2 separate regions of the Gossypium hirsutum genome follow, and region 2 is linked to region 1. The links are chromatin contacts, called in public Hi-C maps. All regions are on one chromosome and are shown on one strand. Each heading gives the region's core, a stretch centred on a gene start, on an enhancer-like site or on the middle of the called end of the contact. The rest is flanking DNA. Distances are from core to core; before and after follow the strand shown.

Region 1 (3,579 bases), core at 646-3,145:
TATGAAGCAGCTTATGTTAGAAGCAATAAATAGTTTGGCACATAACAAGAATTAGCATTCTAACCTCACCAAAGGCTCCCCTGCCAATAATGGTTAAAAGATCAAAATCATCAACACAAATCTTGTGCCTTTTAAGTCTCATAAACTCTGTCTCTTTCCTCTCTAAATCCTTTATCAGATTGATCTGTTCCTCCTTGGGCACATCTGAAGCAGCTAGCTTTCTCTCAAGGACCCATCGTCTGCAATGAAATTAAATCATGTTGTTTAAACTGAAATTGGCATTACCAACTTCAAGCATACAAATGCTGAGAACATTTTGGAAAAGGCTACATCAGGTTGAGGAAAACAGTGTTACAACTTACAAGGAACAAGAAACTTCATTGCAATAGATCTCATTTACATAATAACCCAAAAGTCATTGTAGAATTGATTTAAAATTCCTTTATCAAATAAAGCTGAAAATATCATGTACCACATGAAATTAGTAAGTTCTCTAAGGATAAAACTAAAAGTAATAATTTGACTAGCAAATCAGATATTTTAATCTGCGCACTGCACGTGCATGCACACACACAGAAAAAAATGAAAAAAGAAAAAGATAACCTGATGTCATGGTTGTGGTGAATTGGTATGAACCAATCCAAATCTATCAGTTTTCTACAAATAACATCTGCATACCGTGTAGATCAATGAAGCAAAACATGCTTTCCTTCATTGTCTTAATCAAATATGTGTTGGACAGCACTGCATTTGTACCTCATGATAAGTCATTTATATTAGCCCTAAATTTTCCATATTTTCCAAAATAAAAACTTTGCTTTTAACATTTTTTATCTCCTAAGGACACAAGTAACAGGAGTTCCCTTTGAGGTGATTGTAGTTTCTTTTGTTCCAAGGGAGCTAGTTTGGGGCTTCAACTACAAAATATCAATGGTATAAGGAGAAGTTTGGATCATCAAAATTATCAACTCAAAGAGAACTGTAAAAGACATTAAATAGAAGCTTCTTACTGGAGCAACTTTGCATTATAACTAAACCATGCACCAGATCAGTTTTAATAAGCACATACCATTAATTGATGAGAAAAGCAAAGGAGAATACATAACACAATTTTCTTTTCCTGATACTTCGAAATCCATTTTTCGAAAAATTACCTGATTTGGGGAAACTGCTAAATGCTCCTATTAACTGCCCCAATTTCCTATCATGGAAACCTAGGTTGACATTAATCCACTCCCCAAATACTAACAAAGGGGAAAAAAAAAAACTAAGCCTCATACATAGTAAAGCAAAGCAAACACCAGACTCATCAGCTCAAAACCGGAAAATTGAATTAAAAAGAAGAAGCAATTGAAATTAGGTTCAGCTGACTACAAAGTTCATTGATTCCACCAACAAAAATGCTCTAATCTATCATCACAAGTTCCTAGCTTTCTCTTTTTTGATTTCACAGCAACAAAACAAAGATCGTAAAGAATGCAAAAAAAAAAAAGAGAAAGAAACTGCAATTTTTTTGTTTAAGTAAAACAATACCTTTCTTTGCGTTCTTGAATATTCTTCATCTGAGCTCTATAATGATTCTCGATAAACTGTTTAGCAGCAGCCACTTTCTCCATCGTCAAGCTTGACCCTAACACCTCCTCTTCTCCACTCTCTTCTTCCTCTATACCCTCCATTTCCCCTCTCTCCCTCTAAAATCTCCCGTTCTCCGTCTTTCTCTCTCTCTCTCTCTCAGTATATATATTTATATATTTCCTCTTCTAAAAGCTTTCAACTTTTTTCTGTATATCTCTTTACTTAAAGAAAGATAAAAACTTTTTGATTTACTGCAACAGCCAACGAAGAGAGATGATGGAAGAGAAAACAGAGAGCTCTTTCACTGATTTTCCTCTGAATCTTCTACTTCCACTCTCACCATCCTTTGCTGTTTATACTCAATAAAAATCATCCACGTGGATAGATACCATCATGGCTGTGTGTTGATTCTTGTTTTGGAGCGGGTTCAGGGTGGGACTGGGAGCAGTGGAGGATATGTTTTTATTTTATTTTTAAGCAATAAATTTAGCGAGTGTTGTCAGCGTAGGAATGGGGGGAAAGAAACTCTCACGCGCGGCGATGAAAGCGTGAATTCCCTTCGAGATGTGGTGGAGAGAGGTGTAGTTTTCCGGTCATAAATGATTATTTAACACATTTTAGGACAAGAAAGCTACAATCGGGCCCACTGGGTTCTGGGTTGTGATTGGACAGTGCCGCTCACTCGCCTCGAATACAATGTGGGTTTTTGTGTGTTTCTTTTTTTTTAATTATCTGGTCAGTGATTGGCTGTATTTTGCTGCTTAAAAAAACGGGTTGATCTATTGTATTAATGCTCACACAGAAACTCACTGTTTGCATTATTGTTTGTTCCCTTTGATCTTAGTTGTAACAAAAGAAATTCATATACTGAAATCTTACGACAACCTTAACATGCTGCTGTCTTTTATATTTTTATATATATAGTAACAATATTATTATTTCCCTTTAAAGATTATAAAGGTCGTAAAAAAATCATGGATTCTTCACTTAAATTATTATTTATAAGAATATTTACCAAATACAATAGTTTGATGATTTCTATGCTTTAGAACTTACAACTCTAGACATATTTAATTTAATTGATTTGTGTAATTATTTATTTCAATGAATTTTTATAATTAATTCGTGTTTTCATTTATGTAGAATATTATAATTTTATTTAACTTAAGGGGACTTGTTAATAAAAGCAATAAATATTTTGATAGTGAATAATTTTTACTGAAAAAAAATTAAAAATCCAATAGTTAAAAAGGGGAGCTTCGAAAATTACTTTTTTTTATTAATTAATGTTAATACTGTGTTAACTAGATATTTAAAATAACTGATTATGGTATAAATATATAAGTATTAAATCATTGAGTACAATAAGGTAACATAGTAATTAAAGCTGCAGTCAAACACTCCTCTCCTAATATTTTAATTTAATTAAAAAGAAAAATAAGTTGTTATGTTTAATACATATATTTTTTGTATTAATCAATAAATTAGAGTTAAAATTATGGTGACTTGACTAAAAGAGAACATATATGATACAATAATTAAGTAACACAGAAACCGGTAAAATCTAATATCGGTAATCTAGGATTCTAAATGAGATGTACTTTTTGGACATGTGAGGGTAGGAAAGATTACCTGTATCTATGCAGGCAATATTGTCTTAAAAAATAATAAATTTTCACAGTGAAATCTAGCTGTTAAACCAGCAACACTCTGCCATAGAACTCATATATGATATGTATATCTCATGTGTGGTGAGTTGTACCATAATTAGACCAAATGATTCAGTACTCCAAAAAAAAAACCCAGTTCACCTGGGTCTCTCAACTTGTCCATTTTTTATTGGACAATGACAGTTCTCGGTCATGTGATGACATCCCACATTAATGGGTCACTTTTGTAGTATTTCAGTGTTTTTGTTTACAGATGAGAAAATCATTGAAGTTGTACATCTTCTAAAGGTGGGTGACATGAGAGAAATAAAAAATTGTAAACAAAGAGTGGGGG
Region 2 (3,579 bases), core at 772-3,271, 42 kb after region 1:
AACAGTCGACAGCTTAATGCGAAGCATGTGAGGGTTTTCAGGGTATCAGATGCATGTGCTTCACCCACATGCTTCTTTAACTTTGTAACATCAATGTATGCATGCCATTGGCTCTTCAGGGTTGGCAAAACGCCCTTCCCATGCATGCATGCGTACCGATCGTTTCAGTCTCTCTTTTTTCAATTTTGTTTCAATTTTTTTTTTAACCTTTTAAGGAAAAAAATATAAATTGTAGTTGAAAAAAAGTGCATTTACAGATGTGAAGTGTGCAGACAATCGTCCATTTCTTTTTTTTTTCTTTTTTTTATGGAGAAATTATACAAGACTTACGGTCGAGTTTACTTCATTTAGGTTTCATTTTTAGATATGAAGAAATTTAAGTTTTACTTTAAATTTTAAAAGTATGAAATAATATATTTTGTTGTGAAAGATTCTTCTTTTTCTTCCTTGTAAATTTGTGTTTAAAGATGTTAATTGAGTTTTACTTCGATTGGCATGGGTATTGTTACTAATGCAAAAAGACGTGTGTTTAAGAGCGTTGAAATGTAATATCTTTTGAGGACCAATTATAAAAATTAAAAAAAAAACCGTAGTGTTTGGTGTGGCGATTATTTGATATTTTTGGTTTGATTAGTATTAAAAATTCATAATTATTCAAATTAAAATTTATTTTTATTTAATTTATAATTATTCTATTTTTTATAATATAAAAATATTTAAAAAATAAAGGCCGATGAACTTAATAAAAATTTAAGACTTAAATTTATCTTTGGTACGTACGCTCAGAATTTCATATGTATATATTGAGGAACATATATTAATTTATTTTTTTCTAAGAAAGCATCTAGTCCCCCAAAAAACTAATATATTGCTTATTAATTCGAAAAAATTTAAGTAGATTTTGGGAGTGTAATTATTAAATTAACCCAAACATGAATAGTATTATTACATGTTAATATAATCCAAACGAAATTTTAATTTTTGGATGCGATTGTAAAAGCATTTTATGATTTGAGTGTGATTATAATTATATATATGTGTGGCTTGTTTCTATAATTATTATAATTAGTGAATTTCCTTGAATTGAGTGTTTATATTCTTCAATTTTTTGAGAAGGAGAAGAGTTGGAGTAATTATATGGATAATTACACTAAAATCTAATTAGCTAATACCATTCCAAACACATACATAATTTAAATTTAAGTTTTTAATTTTATAAAATTATATTAGTACATCTATATATTTTTAAATTACAATTATATTTTATTTTAAAAATTGAAACTTTTATTCATAAAAGATAATTTTTTTGTACATTTTGACCTATTAAATATTTAAATAAATTACATAATATTTATTATAAATTATTTATACCAATTTTAATTAAGGTGTTTTTTGATAAACTGAAAAATTAAGGTTATAAAATTTGTTTGGTATATTATTTAAAATTAAATACAAAATATAATTAGATCATTTAATAAATATAAATATAAATTTTTAAATTTTAAAAAATATTTATTTTTTATGTTTATCCTTATTTTTTAAAATATTTCATGTTATTTTAAAGAAAGCCAAAATTTAAAAGTAAAGTCAATAATTTTTAAATGATAATAGGATGTTAAAATAAAATAAAAATGATTAGAAATTCTGAATTTATTAAGACATAATTCCCTATCTAAAATTATTCTTTTTTATTTTGATTATGGGTTATAAATTGAGTATATTAATTTTCAGCCAAATTATTTTTTTCGATGACTTATGGAGTATGACCAAAATTATATATTATTTATTAAATTATTTACACTTGGTTAAGGACAAATCAATAATAATGATGAATACATATTTAATGTTAAAAGTGTAAATAATCCAACGAATATGAAATTATGGATAATCAGATAAAATAGTGTAGGATAATTTTATTAATTTTATTAGTAATGATATTATCAAACACTTTCTTGGACTAATATATACGTTGTACCTCACATTCAATATGGTGGACCCAATACCATAAAACTCAAATCCATAAGGTCTAGCTGAGGCAACTCAGCTTAGATAATGGTGATGCAACCCCATAACAATCATGTCTGACAAACTTCACCCTTTAAACCTCTTTACACCCTCGTACAGACACTACCTTCTTAAGACGACACAATCCAAATAAGATATATATTGAGAAGACTCCTACAAGTACCCATGAATGTATCACCTCTAGTAGTTCCTCCATTTGGTTTTTTCAAGTGAAGTACAATAAAATCTTAAGTTGACACTCACTATACTACAACGCCTAGACTTGAGGGATATGAGTGTATGACTAGCCTTCCTTTTCCTATAAATACCACCTGGACGACAAGTAAAAGTAAGTCGTTCTATAAGACTACCATTCATGTCTATTCGCCACCAAGTGCTCTCTGCAACTCTCTCAATGTGAACTGCCTTTACAACAGCGGCTCTTCACAATCTCTCTTCGCATGACTTTCTGGATGGGTTCTGCAAAAAGCAAAGCTTGATACTGAGCTAAATCATAATTGTGCTGTAGCAAGATTACAAAGCAGATTCAGTAGAAGGTTGCTGTTTTACCAGTGCCAGACCATGCTGGCGGAATTACGTATACACTTCTAGTGAAGAACACAATTCCCCTTTGTTGAATAACAGACTGCTTCTCGAATTCTATGTGCAAGCATTATGACTTAAATTTGGACCATCAAACCCCTTTTATCAAAAGCTCTCATAAACACTAAGCATGTAATCATGAGCCAGTAAAACTCAGAAAATTGGCTACTAAGTACACATGTCTAAGAATTAATCACATAAAAATTAGGGCTGATCGTAAAACTTACAATTCATTCATTTTGTTGTTATGATTACGCACATCATACCATGATCCTCCAAATTCCAAGTCTATTCAAAGTTAAAGGAACCTAAACATAAATGACAAGTGTGGATTCGTGGAAATATAGCAACCTTAAATTCTTCTAACTACAATAAAGTAAATTTAACTCAAAGGAATAGCAGCAACATAAGCTATACTTCAAAACACACTAGGGTTATTTATGGTACAGTAACATATTTTATTTTTATTTAAGTCTGATTCGGCTCAAAATATGATTTTAAAATTTTGATCCAGTCCGTTCATATTTACAAATGACTAATTCAGCTCATTTTAGGCCCACTTATATTATTTTATTAAAATTATATTTGTATTTATATTTTTTAAATTTAATATTTAATAATTTTAATGTTCAAACTTGAGCCAGATCTATATTTTAAACGAGACAAATTTTTTTGCCCTAGCTCATTTTTCAAGTATAATATTTTTGCTAAAATTCTTTCAAATTTTAAATAAATCTTTAAGCCTGAACAAGTCTAACTATAACAAAGTAAAACACTCTAAGCCCCAACAAGGTAATGAGCAATGCAATACAATAGGCAATGAATAGGCTACTAAACAATTTAGGGGTGTTAAAATGGTCGATTCGGTTAATATACGAACCGAATAACCCTAAATATAAAAACATTTAACCGTTAATCGAATCAAATTTTTTTCAAATACATTAACTAAATTGAAATCTTTCGGTTAATTTG

Evidence for each region. A called contact is a pair of places that touch in the nucleus more often than the background predicts.
Region 2: a Hi-C map of leaf shows a contact between it and region 1, with 1.6 times the contacts expected there. The contact joins the enhancer-like site here to the promoter of LOC107958859 in region 1. A contact is called at or near these places in 4 of 34 Hi-C or Micro-C datasets (anther and leaf).

Annotation. Positions count from the first base shown.
Region 1 is chrA05:4,042,463-4,046,041 of Gossypium_hirsutum_v2.1, forward strand. It overlaps LOC107958859 (serine/threonine-protein kinase 38-like), which reads right to left and starts at 1,896. Exons shown (of 13, transcript XM_016894760.2): 1 at 1,534-1,896; 2 at 65-239. The coding sequence starts at 1,676.
Region 2 is chrA05:4,084,175-4,087,753 of Gossypium_hirsutum_v2.1, forward strand. No RefSeq gene overlaps it. Among protein-coding and RNA genes, the nearest start is that of LOC121229233, 5.4 kb to the left of the region's middle. Within about 2 kb of position 2,022, at least 2 of the 9 cell types and tissues checked have an H3K27ac peak or open chromatin away from gene starts, as enhancers often do. A contact at or near this core is called in leaf, where this site is marked.